Linked DNA regions of Danio rerio: region 1 is linked to region 2. The links are chromatin contacts, called in public Micro-C maps. All regions are on one chromosome and are shown on one strand. The core of a region is the stretch at or near the end of the contact, and the rest is flanking DNA. Distances in the headings are between cores, read along the strand shown. Region 1 has its middle 38 kb from the start of msc. Region 2 has its middle 59 kb from the start of xkr9.

Region 1 (5,234 bases), core at 2,698-5,197, 400 kb after region 2:
GTTTGTTTAAGAGTGAAACTTTTAAACTGAGTCACTCATTTGATTTAAAGTACTGAAATTGAGTAATTATAATAATTCATTTGTCAAACACAATCTCATCGGACAACACATTGCACCTGATATCCGTGAAATCTCTCTGATGCGGTCACTAAAAGTTCACAGTGGAGAAAAACAAAACGCTGAATTAGCGTCCTAGCTGTTTAGACATCTCTGTCAAGACGTATGACAGAAAATTTCTTTCTTTTGAAGTCACAGTTCATTCCTAACCTGCCAAAATAAGACCGATGGTTAAGGGGGAGAAAATTAGCAGGAAATTTATTTTTGTTCTCCAAATAGATTGGTGGGAATTTGATGTAAGGTTGCGTCATTGATTTAATTAACCACAGAGGTGGTCAGAACCATTAAATAAAACCACTACGTCACCAATAAGTAATATGCATGTGTGAGACCTCATTGTAACCAAATGACTACTGAGGAACTCATGACTAGCAAGTCCTATGTTTGATGTGGTGGACACAGCCAAAGGCTAAACCATGAATCTGACAAAAGATAAGAGCGAGAGAGGAAAAAAAGGGTTAAATCCACATTAACAGGTGTGACACACCTTTGTTATCATCTCTGAAGTTCACAACGGACTCGTAGACAAAGGCCAGAGCTCCATGGGCCCATTGTAGCCTACAGAACAATACGGTGACTGTGACTTAGTAATCCCTATGGAGCGCTGACAGCTCAGGCCTGAAGCCACACTGGGCCTCATCTTCACTTAGAGAGCAGTGTCTGTGAACCACGGCGATGGGAACAGGGAGTATTTATAGTAGCCAGAATCTTGCCAAAAGCGGGGAACCAAAAGCCATTGTGGGAGGAAAAAAATATTATCCCCATTGTCATCCTGTGGCCGTCATTGTATCGTCACTTGATGGATGAGAAAATATGTGTCTGGAGGGGAAATGGCTCACTGCTTGAAAGCTTTTCAGGAGATGTTTGTAATGAAACTGGCCCATAAAGAAGAGAAAGAAACACAGTTCGGGTTTCATAAAGCAGGTGTCTGTCGGATTTGACGCACCTCACCCTTCCTGGACGTACCTGTGTCTTATTAATGACTGCAAAAACATCTTGGTTTCAGGGTTGGGCAATGGTTCAAGAGCTAGCTTTGGAATTCGAATTGATGGCCAAAACACACTGGAAGCTAAACTGGAATTTAATTCCAAATTAAAGGGATAGTTTATATAAAAATAAAATCTGTTATTATTTACTCACCCTTCACTTTCTATTGAAAACAAAAGATGATCTTGAAAACTAGTAACCATTGACTTCTAGTACTGTATTTGTTTTTTCCTAATGTGCCAATGCTTACCGGCTTCCAACATTGTCCAATATATATTCCTTTGTGAAAATGGAAGTAAATTTTCATTTTGGGGTAAACTAGTGCATCTATTTAAAAGAACTGGAAAGTTACTATTCAGAGTAGCCTATTTTGACAGGTATACAGGAAATTAAGTATCCTGACAACTTAATCCATAAATTTGGTAAATAATTATATATAAATGAAACGGATACTTTAAGCAAAAATGAAAATGATAATTTACTCACCCTCATGTTTTCTTAAGCTTGTATGAAATTCTTTCCTTCTGTGGAACAAAAGAGTACATTTTTATTAGTTAAGGTAATATGAATGATGGGTGAATACATTCCTGGATAAAACATTTAACACACATTAAAATCTCATCTGAAATATTTGGAACACTTTATGTAAAACAGTATTTTATCATTTGGGAACCAATTGAATTATCGATGGGTGTTGCTAACTAAATGAAAAAGATTGGCAAATGGACAAAGGCAGGATTAACCAGTAGCCCTGCCTAAAAGGCATGCCATATGACCAGAATTTAGGAAAACTTGTTTAAAGCAGGGGGGGTGAAGGTTGTGGTATTTTATAACAGATTATAGAGAGGAAAATAATTATTTTACAAAATAAAATTGCACAGATACATCATTTATAACAAGCACTACTATTTACATAAAAATAAGAATTTAACATGCGATGGAATGTAAATTTTATGTCTTTTTTTTACTACTTTTGTACATAGTTTATAAATAATTTTGTAGATGTAGAGTAGTAAAAAAATAACTTTTTTGAATTGTTTATATAAAATTTCTTGTTCTTGGTCTGACCAAAGTTGCTTGAACACAACAACAACAACAAAAAAGATAATAAATAAAAAAATAATAATAAAATTTTTAAAAATCCTGGGATTAGTTTACTCCTGTTTGCTCCCTATATTGTTTCAATAGTTGATCATTGGTCCATTGTAAGAACACTTGTGTCATAATGCGGTGTCAGATTTTCTCAATAGTGACTAGCAATTTTGTCATAGTCTTTAACTTCGTGGTTCAATACACATTAAGTAAAGCATATGACCAACTAACTACACATGACTGACAGAGTAATTAATCAACTATTTGTTTTAGTTAGAAGTTAGAATAAAATTAAAATGATCAAATACACTTCATTACCTATATCTCTTTTATTAAAGGCCCTGTTTTAATTTGTCAGTTTGTTAGATCTTAATTGATGAGTTGTCTTAATTCCGCCTAAATTCTTTCTTGATATTGCTACTAATGGTAAAATACTTAATTTAAAGGCTATTTACAGAAATAGATAACCTAAAATGAAAATTTGATTATTTACTCATTTACTCAGTTAACTAGTTTCAGACCTTTGATAACTTGATCTTTGATGACAAAAAATTATTATCTGAAAAATATTGGATGCCTGAGTCACACTTTATTTTGATGGTCCATTTGTTGATTTAAGTTACATCGCATCTACATACCAACTAATTCTCATTAGATAAGTAGACTGTTAGGTTGGGCTTAGGGTTTGTGTAAGTTGACGTGTTTGAAAAGTTTTTTTTTTTTTTTTTTATAGTCAGTTAAATGTCAGTATCAACAGATATTAAGCAGACAGTCTACTAATACTTAAACAGACCATCAAAACAGTGTTACTGATACCTGTAACCTTTAACTTCTACAGTATGTTTTTCCTTCTATGAAAGTCAGTGGTTATGGGTTTTTAGCTTCCTTCAAGACCTTTATTAAAGAAAAGAAATAAGATAATATAGGTTTATAACCACTTGAGGGTGAGAAAATAGTAAGTAAATCTTAATTTTGAGTAAACTAAGTGGCCACAGTAGAAACTCCTAATTGTTTGTGGTGTGGTAATATCAAGACAAACTTTTTTTTTTCAAACAAAATTATTCCTCATTCTTAAATATGATTTTATTTTTTAGTATTCTTAGAATGATTATATCAATTTTAGTTTACAGTTGAGGCAAAACTGCAATCCAAAAAGGCATTCTCAAATCAATTCTGTCAGCGGTTAACATTGTGTACAGGTACTGTTTGTCCATAGCATTGATATAATAGTTTTGTTTTGCGATACTTCAGTGTTGTGAAAACTGACACTTAGAGCATTTTCACAGGTGGCATTATTCCCAAACACACCTTAGCCCTGGAGACTAGTGAAATGTGTGGCGTTGTGAACAACAATGGCCTTTAGGAGCTCGCCTAAACCCTTTTGTTCCGTCCACAATAGCAGTGGCTCCCACCCTTTTCTTGTAAACAGCTAGCAGTGAATAACGCATACCTTGCAGGCAAATATCAGTATCCAAAATCAGGCCACCATAAGAAAATGCTCACAAATGCTGCCAACGCCACCCCTGGAACTCTGAAATAATAATTGCGAGGAGAGAAAGACAGGAGCGAGCGGGCAAGAAATCAATAGGAAGTGAGGGCAATATCTGATGAAATGTTTTCTTGTCAATGCTCAACCTCATCACCCCTCCCTCCGCTGCTTTGACCTTCCTCTCGGAGCACATCCAGCCACAAAGAGGCTCCATTCTCTGGAGAGAAGAGCGCCTTGCTCTTGTGCGGAAACTCTATCACCTGCCTAAAAGAAAACTGTGTCATCTCCCCCCGTCCCAGCAGGAAGTCTCCAGCCAAGCACATCGCACACCCTGTAATATTCGCAGTGACCTTCAGCGCACCACCAAACTTTCTCACAGTCTGCCATGTTTCGTGACGCTCCGTATCGGACGGAGTTGTGGATTACACTGAGCTCAGGGAAGTGACTTGGCACTCCGAACAGAAAGTCATCTTCAGAGGCAGTGTGTGGCAAGGGGCTTATTGTTTGCCAGTGTAAACATGCAACGTTGTATTATATAAAGCTCTGATATGCTCGTTTCTGATTGGTCAGTCATGCTGGTGGTGTAATATTTTGAAACATTTTGCTGCACTGCATGTATACTAAATATGCATTATATAAATTATTATTAAGATATTATTTTATATAAATTATTAAATTATCAAATTGTATATATTGTATATAATATATTATGTGTTGTTTTTATTAAGGTTACATTATATATTATTATAATATTGTGATAGCCTTACATGTCTAACAAGTACAATATGAAAGTTATAGGCATTCATTTATTCCACAGTTACCTGAACTCAGAAAATTTAAACATTAAACTTTGTAAATCACTTATTTATGCAAATTAGTTTTTTTTTTTTTTTTTCATAAATGGGAACTAATTTGCATGCTTCCAGAACAGAAATTGGATCATTGCATAGACCTTGGAACAAAATTCTGGTTTTCATTTTGTTGGCAAGAAGGATTTGGAAAATTACCATTTAATACAAGAAAAAAAAATAATCATAATAAGTATCTGGCAACAAAATATCTAAATCAGACAAACGATAAAAGTCCTCTGTAAACACATTCAGAATGGATATGAATAAAGCTGTGGAATTTGTTTTATTTAAATGTTATTCTAGTAGAGAGGTATTCTCTAAAAAAAATTACAAATGCTATCCATTTAAAATAAATACAAATTGTGTATTTTGAACTTATTTCGGCACTTCAGTGATTTGTTGTACAAATTATTTTGCTTTTTTTAGGCTACACTTTGTTTAGATGGTCTATTTGAGTATTAGTGGACGGTCTGCTTAATATCTGTTGATACTGCTCCTTCAACAGACATTTAACTGACTATAAGAAATTTTGCAAGAACATGTCAATGTACACTAACCCTAACCCTTTATTTTTAATAAAATAAGAATTAGTTGGTATGTAGATGCAATGTAACAAATTCAACAAGCAGACCGTCTAAATAAAGTGTGACCTTTTTTTATGATTTATTTTATCACTATATAGCTAACGACATAAGATT
Region 2 (4,949 bases), core at 329-2,828:
TTAGAAAACTCATTTATGTCTCTGATCCCATTAAATGTCATGCTCTAAGGTCACTCTGAATTTATTTATTTATTTTTTAAACATAAATTATATGCTTGGAAATAGTCTCTAAGTAGGCTGCTAGGTAGTTTTTAAGACACAGTCGACATGTAGGTATTTCCCACTCTCATCCAGAAGATGTCAGTGAATCTTCATGAAACTGATCCTAAACCTAAGGCTAGGAGTCCTCTTTGTTTTTTTAAGGACAGTGCAATGCGACCCGGCTTCATTATCATAATAACTTCTCTTCAGTAATTAGACCTACTGCTTTGTTGACGTTAGAAGTTCTTTAGAATCTATTTTATCAATCAATAAATCATAAACATGTCAATGAAAAACTAAATCACAGAACATTATTTAAATCATTAAAAAAATGATAATAATATCATTAAATATTCGCTCGCTTACACAAACAAGTGCGGGGTTGTATTAACCCAGCGGTGGGTTATTATGGAGGTTTGGTTAGTAGGCCTACTTAGAAAAAAATTAATAATAATAATAATTTTTCAACCCAACTGTTGGGTTTGTATTTGTGTTTACATTAGAGTCTGCAGTTCCAAAGATATTGAAAAAGAAAAAGTTTGATTTTAAAATTAATTAATTCCTTTTCCTTGGGCTTAGTCCTTTTATTCAACAGCGGTTGCCACAGCAGAATGAACCACCAACTTATCCAGCATATGTTTTACACAGCGGATGCTCTTCCAGTCGCAATTCAGTCCTAGACAATGATTTTAAAATCACTGGCAAATTTAATGGTGTTTAAACAAATAGTTTTTAACAGTAATCTGTCGGTTCTTAAAAATATATTAAATATCTCAATTATTGGACTATAGATAACATGTAAATACGTGTTTCTTTCTTTCGGTTTCTTTAAAAAATGTGCAATACAACAGGAAAATATAATTTCGTTTAAGAATGCATTTATGCGAATAATTTAATAATTTAACAATTAATTAAATAGTAATAGCTTACATATATTTGCAATAATCGCTCCCGTTTACAGTACATATCTCGCTACATGATTACTTTTTTATTTAAATACATATACACATATGGTGTTGTCTAAAACATTTTTGAATGCGTCAATAGGCCTACCGCAGAAAATAAAATTTTTCATCTTACAATAACTTTGCACATCCGTGACTGTGGGCACACCAGCTAAACACATGCACTGTCACTGTACACAAAAATGTAAAAAAAAAAAATAAAATAAAAATACGAAAATGCTTGTTTGAATATAAGATCAGATTCTAGAATTTTTTTTTCATAGAATGTATTCTGCTTTGATGTAGCCTAGATTTTACTTGTATTTATTTGCTGAGTTATATTAGAACTACTGGTCACATTCATTCTAAATGAGTGCATTGCAATTAGGCTACTGATCTTTAAATCACATGTCCATGTCCTACACATGTCGCCTATAATAAACGCTGCTTCGTCGTGTGTCTCTTTTCCCTGTTGGAGCAGAAATATAGGGGTTATATGACAGGGAAGTGGTTCGTACGGGGTTATATGACAGGGAAGTGGTTTTTTGTGGTCTGGAGGCCGCGCGGCTCGTCATGTCACCGCCACACACTGTGCGCGCGCCGCATGTGCCACAACTTCACTGTGAGAGCGGCGCGAGCACTACTGCGTCTGTAAAGAGAAGATTGAATTTCTATAAACATGATGGCGCTTAGTTTAAATTTCCCTCGTAAAACAATGTACATTTCTCAGAAATAAAGCGTTTAATGAAAACACAAATGTCCGACACTTCAATCCAAAATAAATAGGTTTGGATGAAACAATGTGTATTAAAACATAATATCATGGTTATTATTATTATTATTATTATTAATATTATTATTAATAAATTATCTGTACATTTTTAGCTTCTTTGTTTTAGCCTTTAGTAGCTAATTGCTTAGTGCTATAAGATAATACATTAGTTGCTTTTCCACACTGTAAAAAAATATATGATAAATTATTTATGACGGTATGTTTTAATTAGTGCTTATTAAACTAAGTTAATTATATTCTAACTTAATTTTATAGGTTACACAAGGTGTTTTAGACCAGTTTAACAAAATGTAAGTTCAATGGACTCATAAGGTTATTTGATTCAACTTAAAAATTTAAGGCAACCATGATTTTTTTTTTTTTTTACAGTGCATGTGCCAATTTCACTTGTTCGGGTTTTACTGTAACTGTAAGTGTACGCTGTATATATTGTAATGCTTGCGTAGCGTCAAATACCCTGTTAATACAGACTAGGTTTAATATTTCCCTCCTTAGGAAGGCGGCAAAGTATTATTTATTTATTTATTTAAAATATTTTTTTTGTGAATTTATAAATGACCAAACAAGTATACTAAACCATGTTATTTATTATTTTGCAAGCTTTTTCTTTAGCCACAATAATTAGAAGATTGACAAACGTCAGTATAGACTAACTGCTTCAGTGTAAGTAGGCTGCTCTTATAAAATATAATAATAATAATAATAATAATAATAATAATAATAATAATAAACAATAGTGATATCAAGCTGTATTGAAGAAAAACGCGCTCATTCCTTCAGATCATTACTTTAAATAAATAAAAACACAAATTCCTGCACATTTTTAAAAACATTTAACCTTATTTATAATTCCGACTAAATATACAGGTATTTAACATCCTACTAATGTTTCATCAGTGAATTCTCGTTTAACTGAGTTGCAGGAGAAGATCTCACCTGCTGCTCGACCCGGATGAGACGGACCATTGCTCATATGCTCATATTTAATGATTTTCACAGAACTCTTGGAGCATGACAGCCGGCCGAACCAAAAAAAAAAAAAAAAAAAAAATCTACCCTCACTTCCACCACAAACCAAATCAATCAAAAAGGGATATTAAAGACTATGCGTCCTGGTCCTAGTGTTTGTATAAGCTTGATTTTCACAACTGGAAATTGATAGCCATCTGCTCAGGCAGGCTGGAGGGATATCGAGTGCTAGCAGGTAACTGACAGCTATTAAAACCTCAGTCTGCTTCGTGACTAAACCAGTCACACTCATTAAAAGAAGAACCGGACAGGGAAGAGGAACTTCAGTCAGCAAAAACTCGCCGATAGAAGGAGCGGCGGCGTGATGAAGATTGACAGGTGTCAGTCAGTCACGAGGACGCGTCTCACTCTGAAGGTTTAGGTTAGCTTTGCCTCATTTGTGCCTCTTTAAAAATCCCTATCATCAAAAGGTAAGGGTGACCCGGCAACGACATGTTTGACCCCATCAACGGCTCCGTCTGAGCCTCATCTGTCAATTCAGCAATGCTAACTCCTATTTTCATCACGCGCAAAGCTTGAAATTACAGGAAAGAGGGGAAGCTTCCCACGTCAAGTTCAATTACGCAAAGTCTTTCCCATCCAGCTTCATTGTTTATTTTAAACAAAGAGTTCAAGAATCGATGATTTTTAGTTATTTATTGTGTCATATAGGCTACATATACTGAAAAAGAAACAATAGGCCTATAGGTGTAGGGTACTACTGCTAGACATTTTACAAAAAACAATCAAAATAGAACTAAAAAGCAATTGAAAAGAAACGTCAAATCTGCCTAAAACGTAGAATCTTTCTTAAGATTGAAATAGTATTTCTAACATATCTTAACACAAGCAATATTACATGCACAACTGTATTATAAATGTTTTTACAGTTTTCCTCTAAAGACTGAAATAGTAAGCATTTTAGTAAAACTAAATAGGTATACTTTAATTATTTGCAAACAACTTTAATAATGCACAATAAATAGCACAATATTTACACTTTTTATATTTGTAAGGCTATATGCTTTTAAATTCATATTTATTTAAAATGGAAATATAATATTATATGTGTGCATATACATTAGATTAGTCAGTAGTGAAGCCAAATCTGGAGCTTATCTAACAAAATAACAGTCCAAAAACAAGTACACCCAAATTTATGTGTTATATTAAAATATTAAATACAAATTTAAAAAAGAGGAAAAATCAAGAGAAGCAATAGTAATAATAATAAATAAATAAATAAATAAATAAATAAATAAATAAATAAATAAATAAATAAATAAATACATATATAAGTAAAAATTTGTTTAAATTTTGTAGGTTGGAATTTTTTTTCAACATTTAGCTTGAATTTAATTGTATTATCTTTCAATTTCTGAATATGTTTGCTGATTAAACTATTATTTTAAAAATATATCTGTTTAATAAACCAGTTTTATTTAAATTCACTAAAATAGATTACCTATATTCACTGGGAAATGAATAAAATTATTTATTTTCAAAGTGGGGTGTACTTAATTATGCTGGGCACTGTATGTATACATATACATATACACATACATACATACACACACACACACACACACATATATATATATATATATATATATATATATATATATACACACACACACACACACACACACACACACACACACACACACACACACACACACACACACACACACACACGTATACATATGTGTGAGTCTGTCCGTGTGCATACACGCACAATATATAAGCTGAATCAACATAGGCTTATTCAGAACATCTGTGTAACATTTAGTGCTTGTAGAAACATATCCAGATGCCACTGTAATTACTCTCGCTTGTACGTTAATGCTTGTACTTTTCAAGGCACTAAAAACTTTGCCATAATGTTGACCAAACACAAATTTAAGTGTTCAGTTTCTTTAGTTGCTAAATGACGTCACTAACAAGCATCAAACAGCCTCTTGCATTTGCTCGCAGAGCAAAATAAATGCTGTGTTGGCGAATTTACACCTTGAGTCTCATTTAAAGTAAATGAAAGGTAAGAAAAATATACTCTTTAGAAAACACACTCTTCACTGTTTTGACCAAACCAATGGTAATGCTATAATTACTCTCCTAAAAAAGCC

Evidence for each region. A called contact is a pair of places that touch in the nucleus more often than the background predicts.
Region 1: a Micro-C map of caudal fin shows a contact between it and region 2, with 9 times the contacts expected there. The contact joins two enhancer-like sites. A contact is called at or near these places in 3 of 18 Hi-C or Micro-C datasets (caudal fin, embryo and hematopoietic stem cells) and 1 of 4 datasets of contacts at active chromatin or transcription factors (caudal fin).

What each region holds. Positions count from the first base shown.
Region 1 is chr24:15,216,909-15,222,142 of GRCz12tu, reverse strand. It overlaps a transcript of eya1 not described here. Among named protein-coding and RNA genes, the nearest start is that of msc, 38 kb to the right of the region's middle. Within about 2 kb of position 3,947, at least 12 of the 62 cell types and tissues checked have an H3K27ac peak or open chromatin away from gene starts, as enhancers often do.
Region 2 is chr24:15,614,785-15,619,733 of GRCz12tu, reverse strand. No RefSeq gene overlaps it. Among named protein-coding and RNA genes, the nearest start is that of xkr9, 59 kb to the left of the region's middle. Within about 2 kb of position 1,578, at least 4 of the 62 cell types and tissues checked have an H3K27ac peak or open chromatin away from gene starts, as enhancers often do.